Regions from separate parts of the Mus musculus genome. Here all the other regions are linked to region 2. The links are chromatin contacts, called in public HiCAR-type, HiChIP or PLAC-seq and promoter capture Hi-C maps. All regions are on one chromosome and are shown on one strand. Each heading gives the region's core, a stretch centred on a gene start, on an enhancer-like site or on the middle of the called end of the contact. The rest is flanking DNA. Distances are from core to core; before and after follow the strand shown.

Region 1 (3,221 bases), core at 500-2,999, 2.4 Mb before region 2:
AGTGGGGGTAGGGGAAGAATTGGCATGGTTTCACACAATTGGACAGTTTAAACATCAGCAAACTGTATGTGCAGAGCAAGGTAACAGCAGAGCATCTGGTTAACATTTAACCCATGTCAGAAGGGCGGGAGATAGGGAGACGCCGGGCCAGTCCGGACATCCTGGTATGTCTTCCCTGTCTTTTATGGCTAGCCAGTTCCTGGATGACTTTACAGCCTTTGTTTTTGCCCTAGGCCCAAAGGCCCTCCTAACTAACTGACACAAGCCACATGAGTCATGGACCTTGAATTTTAATTTTCTTTCACTTGGAGGAGTCTCCTGGTGTTTTCCATGAATGAAGAGGCCCACAAAGGTTGTATTGTATCTAGTCCTCCCTCGCCTCTCATGCATTGGGTGGCAGTAGCGATGATGTCCTAAGTCCTTCCTTAGCCCCTTGCTACTGGCTTACTGCTGTAGGTTCTCTCTCTCTCTCTCTCTCTCTCTCTCTCTCTCTCTGTATTTTAAGATCTGTTATTTTTATTTTACTTGTGTGGGTGTTTTGCCTGCATGTGTTACTGTATACTATATACATTCCTGGTCCCTGAGACCAGAACAGAGGGATGGGTCCCCTAAGACTGGAGTTATAGACAGTGTGGGTGTTGGGAATTGAACCCGGGTCTTCTGAGAGAGCGGCCAGTGCTTTTCATCACTGAGCCTTCTCTCAGCAGTTAGCCTGGAACTCTTGATCTTGCTGCCTCAGGCCCTCTGGGATTACAGGTGCACATCACCATTCCACTTTAAACTCTTTTAATAATACACCACTACCTCACCCCACCCACATCCACAGAGATGCACACACACACAAAGCAGAAAGACAGACAAATGTGGGCAGGTCCACACCATACAGATGCACACACACACACACACACACACACACACACACATCTGGGCTGCTTCGGGGGGGGGGATTAGAATATTGTACACTCACTTAAGATAAAACAGTGAACCCTTTAGGCAGAAGACTTGAGGTGGCCCTTAGAAAGGGTGAGAATGGGGGACTCCACACAGTGGTCCTCAGGTGCTGGTCTTGGAAGGCTATGGTATCCAGCACCTGACCCGAGTCATCTGTAAAGAAAGGGTTTAGTCATGGATTTTTGGAGGGAGTATTTGAAGATCCAGACACCTGGCAATCAGGGCAGGAAGGCTTCCTAGGTTTGAGGAAGCAAGGGTGGGAGACTTGGCCTCCGGTCCTGAGACAGAAGAGGCCTGGAAGGGAGCAGATTTACCTAGCTGTAGCTGTGTTTTGTCTTTTGAGACTGGGTTGCATGTAGGTAGGCTAGCTTCAAACTCCTATCCTCCCGCCCCCTCCTCTCAGGTGCCGGGATTACAGGCTTTCCTAGTACACTCCCTAAATTCTTGACTGGGAAAATTCGGAGGTCTATATTCCTGGGACCTCAAGAGAGGGATTTATGGAAGACCCCCACCCCCATGGATTCTGGCATCCTTGGAGGAGGACAAAGCTGATGCTGGGTGTCTGCGTTTGCCAGAAGAGAAGGCCAAGGATGAAAGTCCAGAAAACGGCTACGCCCAGGACTGAACCTAGTGACTCGGTCTTCACGCGGACAGTGACACCTGGAATCTTGAGGGGCTGGGACTTGGAGCAGGCTCCCTCCCGGGGTTCCGGAGCCTCTCAGTGCGCAGAGCCGCCACGCTATTGTCCTGGCTGGGAAGGCGGGGCCGGCGCGGGGCGGGGCTGGCGGCGCCGGCGCAGCCCGGGGGCGGCGGGAGGAGGAGGCGGCGGTGGCGCTGGGAGCTCCTGTCACCGCTGGGGCCGGGTAGGGCCGGGCGGGAGCGCAGGGGACGTGAGGGCCCGAGGCCCGGACATGGGGCCCACCAGCCCCGCCGCTCGCGGTCAGGGTCGCCGCTGGCGACCGCCGCCGCTGCCGCTGTTGCTGCCACTGTCATTGCTGCTTCTGCGCGCGCAGCTCGCCGTCGGGAACCTGGCTGTTGGGAGCCCCAGCGCGGCCGAGGTGAGGCCCGGCCGGGTCCTGGGGATGGGGAAGGGGCGGGACCGGGCCTCGACCTGGACGCGGGACGGCCACCGCAGTCCTTTTGGCCAGGTGGCCTGCCCCACGCGATCCGAACTGTAGATTTTCCTAGGTTCCTCCATCGTCTGACGTCCCTGCCCCCTCCCACCCGCATCGTCGGACCTGGCTCTTTCCAAGAGCCTCTGGTCCAAGAAATCCAGAGCACCCCTAGACGACAAAGCCCCAAGACCTGCCCACCTAAGCGTAGGACGCACCAGGCAGTAGGCGCTTGGCTCTAAGAACCCAGGTCCCTTGTATTATCTGGACCCACATGAACCCCCTGCCCTCAAACATCCAGTAGTCCGGGCCTCCACCCACTACTCAATCCGGATATAGCTCCTCTAGTCCTTAAAGGTCTGATGTGCAGGCCTGCTGGGAAGCTGGGCCCTGTCGTCTTTGCACCCCCTCAGTGGGAACCTGAACTGGGGATGGAGGGAGGAGGGGCCAGAACGCCTGGGTTCGCCCCCCGCCTCCCCCAACACGATTCAAGTTTAACCCCTTCAGGCTTCAGACCCAAGCCGCTGGGGCGGGGGCGGAGCCTGTCTTCTCAGCAACAAGGCCGCGAGAAACGGGGCGGGGGGGTGGGGACCCAGGTCACCATAGCAACGGGAGAGCTGGGGCGCTCCAGCCCCACGGGATTTGTTTCCCGGGGAACGGTCTCTCCACTCAGAAGGTGCTTAGAAGGAGCTGGTGCTAGAGATAGGGGCAGGAGCCCTATCTGGGTTTTAGGGAGCAAAGAACCAGACAACACAGATGACATCGTTGCCCTGGCTCCTCACTGCCCCATCTGCCTTCATTCCCAGGCTCCGGGGTCGGCTCAAGTGGCTGGACTATGTGGGCGTCTAACCCTTCACCGGGACCTGCGCACCGGCCGCTGGGAACCAGACCCACAGCGATCACGACGCTGTCTTCTGGACCCGCAGCGCGTGCTGGAGTACTGCAGACAGGTGGGCGGGACCCCACGGGGAGAGGCGTGGTCAATGAGAAAGTGGATCCAAGCTGGGGCGGGGTCGCCCTTGAGGAAGCTGGACTTGGCAGAGTCTAGGGAGATGAGAGAATCTGTAAAGCCAGGGAAAGCTTGGGGGTCTGTGGTCAGTGAAGAGGCCCCTCCTAAAGGGCCAGCGCAAACCTATTTTGAGAAATTAGGGGCCGCGG
Region 2 (2,882 bases), core at 70-2,569:
TAGATTCTCCATACCATACAGAACAGATAGGACGTTCAATTTGTGCAGCATTATGTAGCTAGAAAATAATGATTTGTGCCTGCTACCTATCTGTGCCCCAATAAAAAGTTTACTTAACAAAAACTATAGCTGTTATGAAGTGTGGTAGTGTATATCCCTGGTACAAGGAATACAGATCTAGGTTCTAACCCTGCTTTACCAGTTGCTCAAGTGACTTCAGTGCTTGGCACCAGCTTCCTTCTTTGTAGAAGAGAATATAATACATACTAAGGATTTTAGCTGGGCTTGCTTAGCATATCAAAGTTCCTGAGCCATAACAACAATCAAAACTCAACAGGAGGCTGAAAAGATGGCGCACACAGTCTGTAACTCCAGTGCCACAGATTCCTATGCCCTTTTCTGGCTTCTGCATGTACTGAATCCAGGTGCACAAATTCGCACTCCGATATACACATGTACACGTAACTAAATATAAAATCCTTTCAAAACGTTTAATTATGTGTAAGTGTGTTTCTGCTAGCGGGGACGTGTGCTTGAGTGCAGGTGCCTGCAGAAACCGAAGGAGTTGCCTACAGATGCTAGTGAGCTGCCCCACCTGGGTGCTGGGAACCGAACTCGGGTCCTGTAGAAGAGCCACAAGTGTTCTTCAGCACTGGGCCATCTTGACAGCCCCTAAAAATAATGTGAAGAGGACAGAGAAGAAAAGATTCGACAGGACTCCGCAAAGATCTGCATTCGCAGCTGCCTCGGTTTCTCCAGCTTTGGTACGATCTGATTGGCTCCTCGCCGTTCTGTGACCTCTGCTTCTCTCTTCAGGTGGCGGCCAGAGAAGGTCAAGAGATTCTTCTGTGGAACTAAAGGCTTCTTTAGTGCCTCTCGTTTCTTATACTTAGTTATGTCTGCGAATTCCTTCTAACAAAGCTCTGGAGTTTTTAACAAGTTAGGACAGGACTTGATTAATCTTCATATTCTCAGTTCGGGGCTGGCTTTGTAAAGACAAGAAAGTAAAAAAGTGGATAATATTAAAATCAATCAATCAATCCTCTGGAGACTTTTCTTCAAGAGCAACTCGGCCGCGCCATCTACTGGAGAAACCTTCACAACGCGCGACGGGCCGCGAAGCAGGATGGCGCCAGAACAAGAGTTACTGCGCACGCGCAACATCCTTGCGGGTCCGCGCGCGCGCGCCTGGAGCGCAGAGCGCAGGAACCCATCTTGGGGGCGGAGCCCAGGGCTAAGAGTTTCCCGCCCTTCCTGTTATCCGGCCCGTCAGGTCAACCCGCAGCGGTACCTTAAAAACTACGTTTCCCAAGATGCTCTATGTGAAGGACTTCCGTTGGCGTCAGCGGAAGCCGTGACTGGCCGGGCTGCACTGAGGCCGGCTTGGTCACTATGGAGGAGATAGGCATTTTGGTGGAAAAGATTCAGGTGCAGTGGGGATCTGGGTTTCTTAGCGGGAGCTGGACATGAGTGGGGTGCTGAGGGGTTCTCAGGATCCCAGCTCTGGGCTGGGTGGTTTCAGAGGCCTCGGTGTCGAGCTTTGGGTGGTCCCGGGGCCTGGCGGGGTAGTCATGTTGTCAGGAGGGCGGCAAAGCTCAGAAAAGCAGAGCGGGAGGAAAGTGGCGTTGAACTTAAAGACTTTTCAGACAGAACGGTTGCGAGGCCTGGAGAGCTGTGCTTACTAGCTTTTCGGTTTGGGGTCTGGACCAGGTGGAGGATGATGTATGGGGGCCCCGTGGCCTAGGTATGTTCGTGGCCAAGGGACCAGTGGACTCACTGTGCTTGGGACGTGAACGGTGAGGCGTTAAGTATTGGTTGTGGTTTGGCTGAGTGACCTTTGGCTTTAACGTGAGTTGGGAATCTGACATGAAAGCTTTTGGGGGGGGGAGGGGAAGAACTGGGTAATGAGACTCTGAATGTGACTCTGACTTTAAAATCCATGGGACTTTTAGAACCTCTTGAGGGGACTGGGATGCTAAGGTTCGGTATGGAGCTGCTGCAAAACTTTCATGATGAGTTTTGTTTAAGGGGCCTACTATTAGCAATCTACATAGGGGACTGAGCAGCTCCTGTATCTATTGAGAGATAGTGAATGATGTCAGGTACTGGAGACATAGGTGACTTGGTGGCGAAATAGGAAGAACGCTTTCGCTGATTTCACGAGATGATTCTCTGCTTCCAACACCAAGTTGTCTTTACCGTCTACAGGATGAGATTCCAGCACTGTCCGTGTCTCGGCCGCAGACCGGCCTGTCCTTTCTGGGACCCGAACCTGAAGACCTGGAGGACCTGTACAGCCGCTACAAGGTGTGTTCAACCCTAAGCTGGCTCCTGCATACCTCCCATCCCCCATCACATACGCCCCCCCCCCCACCTCCCACTGTGGTACGGCAAGGCTGCAGCCAACCCTTTGCCCTCCCTGTGCGTGCAGAAGCTGCAGCAGGAGCTGGAGTTCCTGGAAGTGCAGGAGGAGTATATCAAGGACGAGCAGAAGAACCTGAAGAAGGAATTCCTCCACGCCCAGGAGGAGGTGAAGCGGATCCAGAGCATCCCCTTGGTCATCGGTCAGTTCTTGGAAGCTGTGGATCAGAACACAGCCATCGTGGGCTCCACCACAGGTGAGTGGTGAGGCAGGCTGGGAGCAAGGCAGGGTGATAGAATGGCCAGAGTACTGACCGATCCAGAAGTGGATACATACTTTATTTTCTGAATGTCTCTTTCTGCCTCTCAATTCACGTGTGTGCGTGTAGTTTCACCATCCAAGTGTGATGGTGTACGCCTTTAACCTCAGCACTTGAGGAGGCGGAGGGACAAGAGGATCTTTGTGTGTTTGAGGTCAGCCTGGTCTACCTAGTATGTTTCCCGGAGTACATACAGAAACC
Region 3 (2,978 bases), core at 19-2,518, 2.5 Mb before region 2:
AGCTTTTCTCTCGGATGATACATATTTATATTTATTTTGTTCATTATCTTCCCCCATCAGCCTTTGATTTGGAGGTTTTAAATTTTTTTATTTAATGCATACAGGTATTTTGCCTGTGTATATGTTGGGGGTTCCATGTGTGCCTAGTGCCCACAGAGAGCATCTTCTGGACATCTTGGAGCTGTAGCTGGTGAACAGTCATGTGGGTGCTTGGAACAGGGAGTAGAAATCTGAGGACTCTGGAAGAGTAGTCAGTGCTAACTGCTGAGCCATCTCTCCAGTCCCTAATTTGGTTTGTTTGAGACAGATTTTCACTATGCAGCTCAAGCTGGCCTCAAATTCATGATTCTCCTGCACCCACTTTTCCAGTGCTGAGATTACAAACCGAAATCACCTAGTTCATACTAGCCTTTGAGCTTCCATATGGGTAAGGCTGTATTTTTTTTTTTTTTGATTATTGGTATATCCCCGAATTAAATAATCAAAGTCTTTAAAAGCCTGGACCGGGAGCGTGCTACCGAAACGAGAGGCCTGCTCAGGTCCAGATCAGTGAAAGCATCCTTCCGGAAAGGGTGTGGCTGCAATGCTTTCTAGGCACTTCTCTATCGTTTAAAAAAAGAAAAAAGACTGCACCTGGCTTTCTGAGAGGCATGAATGTCATAGCATTCCATACAGAAGCTTTTCCTAGAAAAAGATGTCAAAGGCTAGCCTCAAATAAGCGAATATAGGGAAACAAGGAAAGATGTCCAGTGAATAGGGGGAGGCCAAGTCGCACAGAGCCTAGGGTGGGGACACAGCGGGGTGTGCGAGATCAAAAAGCTTGTGGGCGGGGTCAGGATCAGGACTGACAGCGTGGGGACTGGAGGACCCGCATTTCGAAAAGGCTGCTTGTGGGGGATAGTCGTAGGCGAACCCAATGAAGCACGTCCGAGGAGCGACCGCGGGAGGAAAGGGCAGGCTGCTTAAGGAGAGAAGTGGCGGCAGCGGAGCATAAAGAATACAGGGTTTTATCTCAGGAGGGCCCTGACAGCCAATGCCAACCATCCATGGGCGTGGCGCTGTCAAACTTCGGGGGGTGGGACTGGAGAGACGGGGCGGGGATGGGGGCGGGAAGTAGAGCAGCACTCAAAGCCAATAAGCAGCCGCCTTGTGGGCGGGGCGTAGCCCTCAGGCCAAAACTGGAGCCAATGAGAAGGGCCTCCGCGTGCCCGCTGGCCCGCCCCTCATGGGGCGCGCGCCAGAGACCCCCCCGGCAGCCGTTAGGGGAGGAGCCTGCGACCGCCCGCGCGCGCCTCACGCCCTCCCCTTTGTGTCACCATGGCGGCGGAGGCGGCGGTGGCGAGGACTGCGAACGAGGGCTCGAAAGCCGCCGGGGTCTGAGGAGGCTACCGCGACCATGGTGGTGAGGGGCCCTCGGGGCCATCAGTCTGTGTGTCCGCGTGCCAGTCTGTCCGCGCGGCCCCGCCCTGCGCGCCCCGCCCCCGGCCCCGCCCGAGCCCGCGGCCTGCGCGCCGCCCCTCACCCTTCCTCGCGGTCCCCTACGGTCTCCACCTCGGTGCGGTCCTGGGTCGCGGCCCGGGCCTCGACCCCGCCCCCTCAGCGCACATTTCCTCCCTCCCCCTTCTGGGCCCTGAAAAAGGGGTGACAGTGGCGGAGGATCCGGACTTGAGAAAAGGGGGCTGGTTCAGGGAAGGACCCGCGCGCCCCATGAGGGCTTCCCCCCTGCAGGCGTCTGCCGAGGCTCCCTGGAAACCAGCCCCCACTCCAGCGCCCTCCTCAGCATCCTCATCCCCAGTCACCCTCCCGACCACCACCTCCTGCTCCCAACAGCCCCTTTCTCATTCCTGAGCCCCACCCCCATCTCACTCCATCCCCTGCCTGACCCTTTTCTTCTTCATTTTCATCCCACGCCACGCGCTCTCAATCCCTCCACCGACATCGATCTGAACCTTTATCGAAGTCTCTCCCGCCGCTTCCCGATCCTTACTCGAGGCCAACATCGCGCCTCCCGCCTCCGTTCCACTTGAGCCTTGGGGCTTCTCCATCTCCTTGTCTTCATCTCCCCTCCTCCATACTGCTCCCGCTCATTCATCCATTCATTCCCTCACTCCACAGACATTCACTGAGACCTCCTCTGTGCAGGCCCCATGCTCCAGGCACAGAAACAGTCAGATCCCATCCTGCCTTGGGGAGCTTCATGGGCTGGCAGGGGACAGACTCTGAGGGTGAGACCCAGGGATGAACTTGGGGTTGCAGGGACACGGAGGAGGGAAAAAGCCCAGTCTAGCAAATCCCCGAATCCCCATCTGGCAGCTGGTTATTTTATTCATCAGAGTTGCCCAGTCTATGCCGTGCAACTGGATTGGCACTGCGTGTCAGGGACCCAGAGAAGAATCATACATACAGTACTAACTCTGTGCTGATCTCTGTTGGGCATTGGCGGGGGTGGGGGTGAGGGTGTCAGCCTGGGGCCCTATTTCCAAAGGGAGAGATGAGTTCCTTGCAGGAAGCATCTCAGAGTGAGATGGATAAGCTCAGGTATAGTTGTGTAGTATGGGATGGAGAAAGCCCACAGGATGGGATGGAGACAATTGTCTGAAACAGCCTTAGATGGACAGAGAGGGCTTTCTGAAGGAACACACATGAGGAATGAGGAGGAGAGAACCTAGTGACGGTGTGCAAACCACATTCCAGTCTGAGGAATAGCCTTTGCAAAGGCATAGAAGGTAAATGAGAAGCTGGCACGTGTGTTCTGAAAAGTTCAGAGCTCTGAGAATTGGGGCAGCAGGGGAGAGACAGGACTGGAGTGGCAAACGGAACCCAGCTCAAGGAAGCTTGGCTCTCAGACCTGAGAAGTCCAACCTCATCTAGAATTCCTGAGAGTCACGGAAGCAGGAAAACCAATCACATTTGTACTTTGTGGAAAGCATCATGCCAGGAGGGGGAAAGATTGGGAACAGAAGACTGAGATGTGGACA
Region 4 (2,929 bases), core at 403-2,902, 2.6 Mb before region 2:
ATCTCCAATACACTGGGGTCTTTGACTGCAACTAGGCTTCATTCATAGGCTCTCTTCATGGTGCTGAGCCAAGTCCTGCTGCAACAAGAGGTACAACCTTGGCTGTCTCTGGAACACAGCTTCTTTGTGCCCTCAGAAAAATACTTCCCAGAAGATTTCACCTCACTGATGCTGGTCTTTTATATATATATGTACATATATATATATGATTTATTTATTTTATGTGTATGAGTGCATAATAGCTGTCTTCAGATCCGGGTGGTGGTGGCGCACGCCTTTAATCCCAGAACTTGGGAGGCAGAGGCCAGCCTGGTCTACAAAGTGAGTTCCAGGACAGCCAGGGCTACACAGAGAAACCCTGTCTCAAAAAACCAAAAGAAAAAAAAAAAAAAAAACTGTCTTCAGACACACCAGAAGAGGGCATTAGATCCCATTACAGATGGTTGGGAGTCACCATGTGGTTGCTGAGAATTGAACCCAGGTCCTCTGGAAGAGCATCTGGTACTCTTAACCGCTGAGCCATCTCTACAGCCCCAGATGCTGGTCTCTTTTGTTTGTTTGTTTGTTTGTTTTTTTCCAAGACAGGGTTTCTCTGTGTAGCCCTGGCTGTCCTGGAACTCACTCTGTAGACCAGGCTGGCCTCGAACTCAGAAATCCACCTGCCTCTGCCTCCCGAGTGCTGGGATTAAAGGCGTGCGCCACCACACCCGGCTCAGCTGGTCTCTTCTTAATCACCGCTAATTTCTTAGCTCCAGCTAACCAGCATCAATTGTCCCAGTAGTCTCTTCTCTTTTTCACTCTAAAGCCAGAGCCACATGCTGGAACATCACCCCACCCCCAACCCCATTCTATTACCAGCTTTCTGTTTTCCACCTCCCTCATTGCCTAAGCTTGGCTGTCCTGGAACTTGCTCTGTAGATTGACCTTAAATCCAGAGATCTGCATGGCTATCTCCTAAATTATGGGATTAAAGACATGTACCTCCACACTTCTCTCTAGATATCTCTAGTATAAAAGCCAATATTTGGGGGGCTGGAGAGATGGCTCAGCAGTTAAGAGCACTGACTGCTCTTCCAGAGGTCCTGAGTTCAATTCCCAGCAACAACATGGTGGCTTACAACCATCTGTAATGGGATCTGACACCCTCTTCTGGTGTGTCTGACAGCTACAGTGTAGTTAGATATAATAATAAATAAATCTTTTTTAAAAGCCAATATTTTGTTCTGTATCCATAATCCCAGCACTTGAAAGCCTATGTCAACCTAGGAAGTTCCATACCTGGGCTCAAAACCAAACCAAACCCCAAAATGAAAAAAAGAAAACCATGGAGGTAGTCAGTAAAATTAAATTTTATTCAAAAAAAGAATAATGAACTGACCCCTGGCAGTGTATCTGTCCACCGAGTGCAAAAGACTCCTACCCTGGCTTTGCAGTGTTTACAAACTTCTGGAAGGACCTCCGAACTTCCGTGCCTCCTCAAAGTTCCGGCTTCCACAGCGGGGTGGGTCAAAGTGACGTTGCTTCGCTCTCATTCGCCCACCTTTCTCTACGAGGGCGGGGCCTATCCGTACAGCCGCGTCTGTCAGATTAGAGGCCCTTCCGGGGCCCTGACTTTCCGACACTCTAATTGGCTTTTGCTCGCTCTGGGGGTGTGGCCAAGTCTCAGCCCCTGTTCTTAAACTACGTCCTCACGCAGCGCATCCGTCGCGGTAGTCCATACGTCATCGGCCGGCTCCCACCCTGAGACGACAGGGACTCGACCGTAGAACCCGCTGCGGCTGCTGGAAGGAGCGGTGAAGGCTATGGCATCAGCGATGGCCGGAGCAGGGCCGGCTCCGGGACTCCCGGTGGCGGGAGGGCCGGTGGTCCCGGGGCCTGGTGTCGGCATCCCGGGCAAGAGCGGCGAGGAACGCTTGAAAGAAATGGAGGCGGAGATGGCCCTGTAAGGCCCTGAGTAGGAGAAATAAAAGCTGTTCCCGGGCAAACCCAATTAACCCTGTAGCCTCCAGGTCTTCAGAAGGTTGAGATGTGGTTCCATAAGGGGCCGTGGGACCCGAGGGATGCGGGGAGGCATTAGCTGGGATGAAGGCGCGGTGGAGAAGTACCCAGCACCTCAGGCTTGGTGAGACCTGACCTATGGTATCTGTCCCGCTCCCCCAGGTTTGAGCAAGAAGTATTGGGAGCTCCGGTGACCGGAATCCCAACTGCTGTGCCTGCGGTGCCCACGGTAGAAGCGATGCAGGTCCCCCCAGCTCCTGTGATCCGCCCAATTATCGCCACCAACACATACCAACAGGTAAGGTGAGAGCTACAGCTTGAGTCGGGAGAACAGAATGGTTTGGTCCCAATAAGGGCTTATCTATGGACAGCGATTGATGTTTTGGCTGGCATGACCACTTAAGTGCCAGGGACTCAGGATGCAAGACAGTATATTTAATCCATTGGAAACTAATATTCTACAGTGCCTGTCCGGTAGAACTTTCTGCAGTGTTAGATTATTCTATATAAACATCTCTTGAGCCAGGCATGGTGGCGCACACCTTTAATCCCAGCACTCGGGAGGCAGAGGCAGGTGGATTTCTGAGTTCGAGGCCAGTCTGGTCTACAGAGTGAGTTCCAGGACAGCCAGGGCTATACAGAGAAACCCTGTCTCGAAAAACAAACAAAAAAAAAAATCTCTTGAAAGTTTTTATTCACAGATTTGGGGTGTAGTTCAGTGGTAGAGCACTTAGCCTGGCAGAGTCCTATTTTCTAAGCCCACTACCACCACAAAAAAACCAAAACAATATTAAAATGTATATCTGTGTTGTCATTCCCAAGACTCATGGATAATATTCCAGGTGCTTAATAGTCAGCTGTAAGAAAGAAGCCGAGGAAAGAAGGAAACAGGGGGGAACTATTTAGAGGAACACCAGCAGAGAAAACGTGT
Region 5 (3,246 bases), core at 471-2,970, 2.7 Mb after region 2:
TGTTTCCCGCCTTTTCCGGGGCACGTGGGCTCCCTCGACTTACGCTCCTTTCTGTAGATCAACCCTGAGGCCGGCGGTGTTGCTGTCTTCCCCTTTCCTTTGATTCTGGGGAATAAGGCAGGGCAGAGGGAGAGACACCTCATGAAGCAGAGCAGTAAGAACTAGGAGGGAGCGCGGATGTGAGACTGGAAGGTAGTTTGCTGAGAGGCCAAGGCCACCCTCAACTACAGCCTAGGACCCTGTCTGGGGGGGAAAAAAAAAAAAAAAAAAAAAAAAAAAACAGGGACGACCACGTGAGGGGGCGGAGGAAAAGGCGGGGCTTCTCCAAACGGCTACCAAGCGCGGCTACGCCCCCAAGTCGGTCCCCGCCCACGCCTTGGGTTGCCCGCCCCCTGCCCGCCCGCCCGTTCTTCCGGCTCCCGGGGCAAGTGGGCGGGCCAGGTTCAAGGAAAGGTGAATGAGATGGCGAGGGTCAGCACCTGCACAAGATGACTGAGAATTCTTTGTTGGGGTGACTCTAACGCGACTCCTCACTATTCCTGCTGTGAGGGCACTTCTCGCTGCTTCCAGGACTGCGGGTTTTTTTTTGGTTTTTGGTTTTTGGTTTTTTGTTTGTCGTTACGGTGCACTGCGCGGTTCCTTTAATCTGAGCAGATGGGCGGGCCAAGACCTTCAGCCCCACCCATTAAAGGCGGAGCTCCGCGAGGAGCCTGCCCAGGATTGGATGGTTTGGGGGCCTGGCAGTGGTGTGTAACTAGGATTGACTCTAAGAGAGGAACTTGATCGCTGGAATTGGGCCCCGCGCCAGGACTGGAAAGAATTGATGGAGCCGGCCGTGGAATCGGCGCCCGTGGGGGCCCAGGCCTCCAAGCAGGGCAAAGAAGGATCGAAGAACCGCAGTCGCAGGCGGTGGCGAAAAGGCAAGATCAAAGGTGAGTCGGTAACAGCTTAAAAGAAATCCCGCACATCCTGCGGGGGACTGGGGACTGGGGGAACTGACCCACTTCCACGAGGGGGAAGAGACCCGTGGACTGATCCACTGCCGTCCTGCGCGTGGGGGGGGGGGTGATGTGAGAGTAGAATGCCCCACCGAGACGTAAGGACTACGTCTGTCCCAGTGCGGTCTTTGGGGAAGTGTCCGAAATGCTCGTCTGTCGGAATAAGGTTCTCTCTCAGGTTCCTTTTTCTGTGTGGCCAAGAGCTGTGCCTTTAGTGTTTTCTGTTTCGGTTCAAGCGGTTTTCATGTCTTCTGCCCTCTTAAAAGAATAACGTAGAAGGGTTTTTAACCGCTTTTTCTAAATAAATAGAATGCAAAAGGTAGGCAGAAGGGGCATCCGGTAATTGGAAGAGCTCCTTGCAGCCCCTTCTTACTCTCTCAGTGAATCCATCCATCTGCTCTTTGACAATCGACCTTCATCAACCCAGCAACCCTGGGGCGACTTGCAAAACATGAGAACTTTTACGTTGTCCTTAGAGAAAGGAGGGAGTTACCATTTAGCTTCCCTGGATCCAAAAGGCTGGAGAAACAGTGGCAGAACAACCAAAGATTTTGCATGGCTCAATCAGAGCAGGCATTAAGTCCTGGTTTGGTTATGAGTTTTGTCTGTCTTGTGGCGCTGCTTACAGCCAAACCTAGGGCCTGGTGAACACTAAGCAAGCCCTCCGCTATGCAGCTCCACCGGCAGTCCATGGATCTTTATCAGACTCCAGGGACAGGTTCCTGTGCAGGCAAAACCAGAAAAAACCTGGCATGGCTTACCAGACCCAAAACCCCCAAATTCATCATTCCTCATCCTCCTTTGGTAGACAAGTGTTGGAGCTCAAGCAGGACCCTGAAGCCTCCTATCCCCCAACAAAGACACATAGCAGAACACTATGCTTTGAAGCGATATGGAACCTCAATCGCAAAGACCCATTGTACCAAATTGCTATGAATGTGAAGTAATGAACAGGGACCTTTTCTCAATTTTTTTTCTGAGCTCCCAACAGGCATCTGTAGGGCTGTTGTCAGATTCAAATGTGTGTGTTTTGGAGAGGTGTATGTAAGTCTACTGTCTGGCTGAGTGTGCTGAGTAGAGTGTCTGACTCTACTAGACACTGGTCTCCCTAAGAGTAGGGTTGTGTCTGCCTTGTTTACAGGGAATGCCAGACACATGGACATTCAAGTATTTATTAGATTGATAAGCAAAGGAATGTGTGAAGTGTGACGTGGAGCTGTTAATAGCCAAGCTGCCCTTAGTGTCATGAGGAGTCAGAAAGAATCTGCTTGAGTAAGGCTCCTCCCTTGCACGGGGTTCAGGTAAGCACACTCACAAAGGCTCGCAGCTCTGAGAAGTGACTGTCATTTCCTGAGGCCCTTCCTAGTGCCAGGCCTCAGACCTGTGAATCAGATCCCACCTCTGCCCCAAGGGTATCCTGACTGGCTGGAGCCGTCATTTATCCTTGTGATCTTGCCACAAGTAACTGGATGAGACAGCTGTCATTATGATCAGCCCATTTCCCAAATGACGACAGAGACACAGAGGCACTGAGCTGGTTGGGTTTCCTGTACCTGTCCAGTGAGGGCAGGGAGATGGATACCTTCAGCCTTCTCAGAGCAGGGAGTGTGGAGCTGACAGCTGTTGTATGCCTCAACCTTAATTCTGAATCTAAAAGGCTCTAGTCACAAAGATTTCATCCCGAGACAGACATTCAATACCTAGAGGTGCCAGGCTTCGGCTTTCTGTAACTAGCAGGGCAGTCTCAGTAGAGCTGAGGACACAGATGGTAATAAGACTGTTGTTGCCAGGCATGTGCCGCACACCTCTGATCCCAGTCCTTGGGAAGCTGAGTCAGTTCAAGGCAAGCCCGGGCTACATAGTGAGTTGCAGGTCAGTCAGGGCTACAGAGTGGAACTCTGTCTCAACCTCTCTCATTCACCCATTTACAAAACATTGTAAACAAGCCAGTATGATAAAAGGAAAAATCCTGGAGCTGGGGATGTAGCTTATTACTGGAGTACCTGACTAGCATGGACAAAGCCCAAGGGTCTGTCTCCAGGACCACACACAGTAGGCATCATAGCACTTGCTTATAATTCAGAAGTAGGGAGGCCGAGGCAAGAGGATCAGAAAGAAGCTTAAAGTCTTGTAGTCTCTGACTATATAGTCAGTCTGAAGCCAGCTTGGGCTACATGAGAAAATGTGTCCTGCTTTCAAGAAAGAAAATTCTGAGAAAATGAGCGTGGGTAGCTTTTCCAACAAGGTG
Region 6 (3,019 bases), core at 435-2,934, 2.4 Mb after region 2:
AAACCTCTGTCGTAGCTAAGGATGACCTACGCTCCCCGGGTGACGAGATCCCCAGCATTTTCCTTCCTCTATGCACCCCACATTCAGAAGCCTCCGTCAAAGACCAAGAAGAGACTGGGCACCATCTGCGAGCACATCACAACCCCAGTGAGGAGCAAGGAGAAGCAGTGCCCACATACTGAGCACTACACCCCAGATGCTCTGCTAAACGCTCTGGGCAATGCCTTCACCTTATCTGCTCTCTGGGATTCTAACTGCCCCCTCCCAACACACACACACACACACACACACACACACACACACACACACACACACACGAAGCTTTCAGACTCCTCACTGTTGCCACGAAGGCCCATGTGTGACCTGGATCCTGTCACTCATCTGCCACTGCCGCTCCCCACCCTCAAGCCTCACTGGTCCCATCCTGTTCCCTTGCCTCAAGGCCTTGGCAGCGGCTGTTCCTTTTGCCCTGAAACGTCTGCTACTGGGTGCCCATTTCCGGCTGTTTTCCTCCTGCCCCCCAATTCAAGTGCCACTTGCACAGAAAGGCTTTCTCTGATCTCAGACCTCCACATCCCAAATCAGCCCCCAGCACATCACTTTCTTTTTTTCCCTAGAACTTACAATAATCTTGTATATATTTTGTGCTCTTTTCTTTGAGACAGGGCCCCAAACTTGTAATAGAAGGCTTCCTAGGTGCTGGAATTACAGATATGCATAAGCACACCTAGTTTGTCTACTGGCCTGAGGACAGGAAGTGTGTGTGTGTGTGTGTGTGTGTGTGTGTGTGTGTGCGCGCGTGTTTTCTATGTCACAGCCCCATATGCTTAGGGGCTATGTTTTCCGATGGTGAGATAACATGAAAGACAAGGATAAAGAGAAGCAAACAGTATGAGTTCATTGGAGAATCGAGGAAGGAACATGGAGACTTAGGCTAGGGGAGGGAGCTGGGTATTGTTTGGGAGATGAACAAGGTGTGAGGAGGATACCTGTGTGGATGCCCCACTTGCAAAAGAGGCTGCTTTCCGAGAAACCGGTGGCCCCTATGATCTGCCCGATCACGTGCACTTCAGCCATGGCTCTAGGAAAGGAAAAATTCAATCACAACCCTGTGAGGTAACTGTATTATTTCCATCTGACAGCTGGGAAAACTGAAGCCTATCACATAAAGAACAGCACTGTGATTCTAAGCTAGTTCCACCAACCCACTGACAATGTGGCCTTCATCACAGATACAAGCCACGTCCCCAGAAAAGCCCAAGAAAAATGGGGAAGTCTCCCAGAGGTGTGGGAACCTGCACCAATAAATAAACCAAGGCTCAGACGCTTAGAAAGCCCCGCCCCAGGGTTGTGGCCCCGCCCACATGTGCAAGGCCCCGCCCCTTCGCGGCAGATCAGCCAAGCTTCAAAAGGCGCATGCGTCTCGTCTCGGGTGTAGGGCCGCTTTACCCTTGCCCGTAGGCGTAGCGCATGCGTCATTCCTACCTCCGCGTACTTGACCGTTAGAAGTGAAAGCTGCCTCGGGGATGGTAGTTCACGGGCTTCTTTGCGGGCGCCGTCGAGACTAGTCTCGCTCCCCTCCCGGGCCCTTCCAGGCGGAGGGAGATCTGAGGTAGATAGATCCGCAGCCTCGCTCTCCTGGGGTGCCCCGACTGTTGCTGGGGCAACAGCAGGTTCCTCCCCTGAGCCCGCCCTGCGTGCTGATGATTGGTGCTATAGCTGCCCTCTGGGGGGCGGGGCGTAGTCGTGATGGACGCGGTCATTCGGGACTTTTTTGCGAGAATTGCATAGGTCTTGCTCCTGCGACGCCTTACGCCCCAGAGTGGGAGGCCTGGCGGGTTATCTCTATCAGCAGTTGAGGAAGTTAGAACGCCAACTGTTTCCTCTCCATATCTTCTTCACGCAATAAGCAAATCTATTGATGCTCTTTGCTTCCTCAAAACAAAACACCTTTCCTGTTCAGGATCACAGCCAGAATGGAGCCAGCCGACACTAAACGGGCACCTAAAGGGACTCCCATAGTAGTCATCTCTATGTTGTAGCTGGAGGGGAAAAAAGGACCTCCATATTCTGACACTAGAGAAATTGGGAAGTGGGTTTCTCTTCAGTTTTCAGAGCTTCCTCAGATTTCTCAAGGACTGAGAAGTCCAAGTTCTTTCTCAGAGTCACTGCAAAGTTCATTCTAGCAGCTGGTTTTGAACAAACAGGTTGGAGTAAAGATAAATGAGGAAGACGGGGCTGGAGAGATGGTGCAACAAGAGCGCTTGCCTCACTTCCAGAGAACTGGAGTTCGGTTCCCAGCATTCTGTAACTCCAGCTCCAACTCTGCCCTCTTCTGGCGTCCCAGAGGACACTTCCCACCCTCAACCCCTGCCCCGCGCACAGGTGGCATACACAAATAATAAAAATAAATCCTACAAAAGGAAGGAAGAAGCCCCTTTGGCAGGAAGTCAGGGAAGAAAGCCTCTCTCCTTTATATATATATATTTTTTTCCCAAGTCGGAAACAAATTTTAAAAATTTTATGATGAGTATTGTGGCTCATGAGAGACTGAGGCAGGAGGAATGCTGCAAATTTAAAGCCAGCCTGGGCTATTAAGTGAGTTCCAGGCCAATCCCCCTTAAACAAACAAACTAAAACTAAAACAAGAACTTAAGTCGTGTGTGTGTGTGTGTGTGTGTGTGTGGTGTGTTCAGGTGTATGGGTGGTTGTTTGTATGGTGCATATGTAGAGGCCAGAAGATAGCTCGTCTGTGTGGTGTGTGTGTGTGTGTGTGTGTGTGTGTGTGTGTGTGTGTGGTGTGTTCAGGTGTATGGGTGGTTGTTTGTATGGTGCATATGTAGAGGCCAGAAGCTAGCTCACCAACCTCCAAGGTTGTCCCTAGAAGCTATCCACTTTTTTTTCCTTCCAATTTTCAGGATATGTGTTACCAACACTAACACCACTGTTTTTGTGTGCTTGCTTTTTAAACATCTGTTGTTTGCACTGGTGTTTTTCACGTATATCTGAGCACCAGGTG
Region 7 (2,931 bases), core at 205-2,704, 2.8 Mb before region 2:
ATCTTCACGGTCACATATACTTTGCAAAGGAGTTTCCTGCCTCTTGGCGGTTCAGTTTTCCTCCCAGCCATGAGTGGCCCCTGCACGTCTGCACTCAGTTTTTCCTGACCAGCCATGACCTTGAAGACATTTTTGTGCAGCACATTCCCTGGGCCTGTAGAGCTGAGGTCAGCTCTGCCCTCATGTTCCCTGCCATCTGTAGAATTTGCATCTCTCTGCTGGCTGCTGCCTAGCAAGTGACTCAGTTTCAATCTCAAGACTTTCCCATTTGCAGGGCTGCCAGATGGTTCAGTGGGTAAAAGTGGTTGTGGGCAAGCTTGACAACCTAAGTTTGACCCCTGGAACCCACATAAATGTGGAAGGAGAGCGTTCCACAGGTTGTCCTCTGATCTCTACACACACACACACACACACACACACTACACATATATACACACACCACATACATATACATGTACACAACACACACACTCACACACAATACAACACAAACACACACAACTCATACACAAATACAGACACCATACACAAAAACATACAACACAAACATATACAACACTCAAATACACATAATATACAAACACATACTCTCACATGCCACACACATACCATATACATATACACTCACAAATACACACCACAGACACCACAGGCATACTACACACACCACACACATACACATGTACACACACACCACATATGCATAACACACACAAACACACACAACACTCAAAAACATACAACACAAACACACAAACATGCACAACACTCAAATATACAAACACACACACAACACACACATATACACAAACATAACACTCACCTGACACACAAACACACACATACAAATATACACTTGAACACACACAATGCTCAAACACACAACACACACACATACACACACACACTCATGCGTCTTGACACGATCACATATAAATAAAAAGGGAGTAAAGAGTTCCCATTCAGCAAATCTTTCTTCCCCAGAGCTCTGGTCCTCCCCTCGCCCGTGGAGCTGCTAAGGTATTCATGTCAGTGCTAGATCACTCTGCTCCTGCCTTCGGTGTGATTGCTAGCAATAAGATGTATCAGCAAGCGAAAGCCACCTTCAAGAAGACCTGTTCCTTCCCCAGCCAGCTGGGAGCTCTAGCTCTGGGAAGAAGGGTTCCTGAATGGGAAGTCTTTTACTTCATTATTACTTATTTGTGATGGCGCCCAGGTGCATGAGTATATATGTGTGTGTGTGTGTGTGTGTGTGTGTGTGTTTGATTATTGTGTGTTCAGGTATGTATTTGTGTGTTGTCTGGCTCTAGGGAGCCTGGACAAAGCAGCATGGAAATTCATCAGACATGGAAGACACCCAAGCCAACACGTGACTGCAGAGAATCAATCTGACCCCAAACTTGTGTTCTCCACCACGGCCTCTCATCCACACCATATCTGCTGGTCTCTCGCAGAGGCCCAGAGAGGAAGGGGGCGTGGCCAAGCGTGTGAGACTTTTCTTAGTTTTCTTACTCTCAGATCCTGCTAGGGATCCTGAAGATCGAACACAGGAGGAAACAGGTAAAACCATTTCAATCTTTTCTCTTGTTCTCGACAAGTAAATATGGAGTGGATATGGAGTGGCCTCTGTGTGCTGGCCTCGAGGGCCTGCTGTGTTTTTTCATCTACTTTACAATAGGCACAGACAAACCTCACCCTCCAACGCCTAAACCCCCAACCCCAACCCCTCATCCCTACCCTGTTCTCCCCATCCCTGTCGTTCAGTGTCCCCTTTCCAGGCTTTCTGGGTCTTCTGAGGTAGAAGAAGCTTTTGAGTGCCAGGGAGGAAATGATGGGACCAGGAAGCTAACCTTGAGGCTCTCAGAAGGTGAGCAGATCACAGTTCTTGGCCCTGTTCTAAGCTTCTGGACTTAGTAACTGTTGCTGCTGCACCCTGCTCTACCTCTTCACCCGTCCGGGCCCCAGGCTCAGGTCCCTGCTTCTCATGCTGTAAATTCCTGGGGTTCAGAGCTTCACTCTGGAACTGCCTGCTTCCTGCTCAAGCTTGAGTTCTCCAGCCAGGCTCTGCTAAGGATGTGGCTGGAGGGGCTGCCGGACAAACAGGGTGGTCCAGCACCCAGAGGCTGATTGTCACCACAGCCCTTGTTATAGCAACCCCACCGGTGTGTTAAAGTGTGTCCTCCAGAACAGAGCTTGCAACCCTGCAACGCTTTCATTGGAAAAGATTAAAATAGAGCTCGTGGCCAAAGAAGCATGGCCACTGCCTGTCTAAGCTCTTTAGACAACTTAAGAAGTCCTGCAGTGAAGCCTCCTGTTGAGCTCTGCTTTTCCCAAGTGGCTGTGACTTTGAAGACATCTCTATGTGGTGCATTCCCTGTACCTGGGAAACTAAGATAAGCTCTTCCTCAGATGATCTGCTCCAGCCTCAGCCCACAAACCTCTTATATACACCCAGGCCACACCACCCCCAACCGTGGAGGCAGAACCCAGCCCACGCTCAGCAACTGAACTGGCTTTCCCTACACCTGTTCCTGGTCACCCAGAAGTCCTTACTACCTGTGCCCTGCGGCCTGGGAGAGAAATAGCAGGAGAGAGAGGGAGGTGAGGATGCTGTGCAAGGTATGGGAAACCTTGGGTGGGTGGAAGGGAAGGGAAGCGAAGGGACACAGCTCTGCTCTCGGACACCGGAGACACACTCTGTTGGCACATCCTGCAAGATCCCTGGGGACTCACACAGAGATCACAGCCACATGAATAGAGTTAAATTGTTAAATTTAACTCTACATAAAGTGTAGGATGGTGGAGGCCAAGCTTGTTGGAGAGAGAGAGAGAGAGAGAGAGAGAGAGACAGAGAGAGAGAGAGAGAGAGAGAGAGAGAGAGAGAGAGAGAGAGAGATAAGAGTTGTAAATTAGTTGCCCTTAAATTGATCC

What was found. Promoter capture Hi-C pulls out the DNA fragments that hold promoters and counts their contacts. HiCAR-type assays count read pairs that join an accessible place to other places. HiChIP or PLAC-seq counts read pairs in DNA pulled down with a chosen protein or histone mark.
Region 1: a contact with region 2 is called in a HiCAR-type map of astrocytes, with 2.9 times the contacts expected there. The contact joins the promoter of Aplp1 here to the promoter of Psmc4 in region 2. A contact is called at or near these places in 1 of 39 promoter capture datasets (hippocampal neurons) and 1 of 115 datasets of contacts at active chromatin or transcription factors (astrocytes).
Region 3: a HiCAR-type map of astrocytes shows a contact between it and region 2, with 2.8 times the contacts expected there. The contact joins the promoter of Arhgap33 here to the promoter of Psmc4 in region 2. A contact is called at or near these places in 1 of 39 promoter capture datasets (liver) and 1 of 115 datasets of contacts at active chromatin or transcription factors (astrocytes).
Region 4: a contact with region 2 is called in a promoter capture Hi-C map of neutrophils, with 4 times the contacts expected there. The contact joins the promoter of Rbm42 here to the promoter of Psmc4 in region 2. A contact is called at or near these places in 4 of 39 promoter capture datasets (cranial neural crest, erythroid cells, hippocampal neurons and 1 more).
Region 5: a contact with region 2 is called in a promoter capture Hi-C map of liver, with 6 times the contacts expected there. The contact joins the promoter of 4732471J01Rik here to the promoter of Psmc4 in region 2. A contact is called at or near these places in 4 of 39 promoter capture datasets (cranial neural crest, liver and pre-B cells).
Region 6: a contact with region 2 is called in an H3K27ac HiChIP or PLAC-seq map of bone marrow-derived dendritic cells, with 5 times the contacts expected there. The contact joins the promoter of B9d2 here to the promoter of Psmc4 in region 2. A contact is called at or near these places in 1 of 39 promoter capture datasets (cranial neural crest) and 1 of 115 datasets of contacts at active chromatin or transcription factors (bone marrow-derived dendritic cells).
Region 7: a promoter capture Hi-C map of pre-B cells shows a contact between it and region 2, with 2.6 times the contacts expected there. The contact joins the promoter of Cd22 here to the promoter of Psmc4 in region 2. A contact is called at or near these places in 3 of 39 promoter capture datasets (hippocampal neurons, pre-B cells and second pharyngeal arch cranial neural crest).

The regions. Positions count from the first base shown.
Region 1 is chr7:30,444,110-30,447,330 of GRCm38.p6, reverse strand. It overlaps Aplp1 (amyloid beta (A4) precursor-like protein 1), which reads left to right and starts at 1,749. Exons shown (of 17, transcript NM_007467.3): 1 at 1,749-2,009; 2 at 2,870-3,013. The coding sequence starts at 1,863.
Region 2 is chr7:28,048,529-28,051,410 of GRCm38.p6, reverse strand. Psmc4 (proteasome (prosome, macropain) 26S subunit, ATPase, 4) reads left to right here and starts at 1,319. Exons shown (of 11, transcript NM_011874.2): 1 at 1,319-1,428; 2 at 2,209-2,307; 3 at 2,432-2,618. The coding sequence starts at 1,393.
Region 3 is chr7:30,533,350-30,536,327 of GRCm38.p6, reverse strand. It overlaps Arhgap33 (Rho GTPase activating protein 33), which reads left to right and starts at 1,268. Exons shown (of 22, transcript NM_178252.3): 1 at 1,268-1,402; 2 at 2,116-2,225. The coding sequence starts at 2,148.
Region 4 is chr7:30,648,951-30,651,879 of GRCm38.p6, reverse strand. It overlaps Rbm42 (RNA binding motif protein 42), which reads left to right and starts at 1,652. Exons shown (of 10, transcript NM_133693.2): 1 at 1,652-1,942; 2 at 2,161-2,296. The coding sequence starts at 1,803.
Region 5 is chr7:25,393,187-25,396,432 of GRCm38.p6, reverse strand. 4732471J01Rik (RIKEN cDNA 4732471J01 gene) reads right to left here and starts at 1,720. Exons shown (of 7, transcript NR_015569.3): 1 at 480-1,720; 2 at 44-105. It also overlaps a transcript of Lipe not described here.
Region 6 is chr7:25,679,445-25,682,463 of GRCm38.p6, reverse strand. B9d2 (B9 protein domain 2) reads right to left here and starts at 1,684. Exons shown (of 4, transcript NM_001362154.1): 1 at 1,486-1,684; 2 at 990-1,081. The coding sequence starts at 1,077. It also overlaps a transcript of Tmem91 not described here.
Region 7 is chr7:30,878,865-30,881,795 of GRCm38.p6, reverse strand. Cd22 (CD22 antigen) reads left to right here and starts at 1,454. Exons shown (of 16, transcript NM_001043317.2): 1 at 1,454-1,560; 2 at 1,779-1,867; 3 at 2,456-2,601.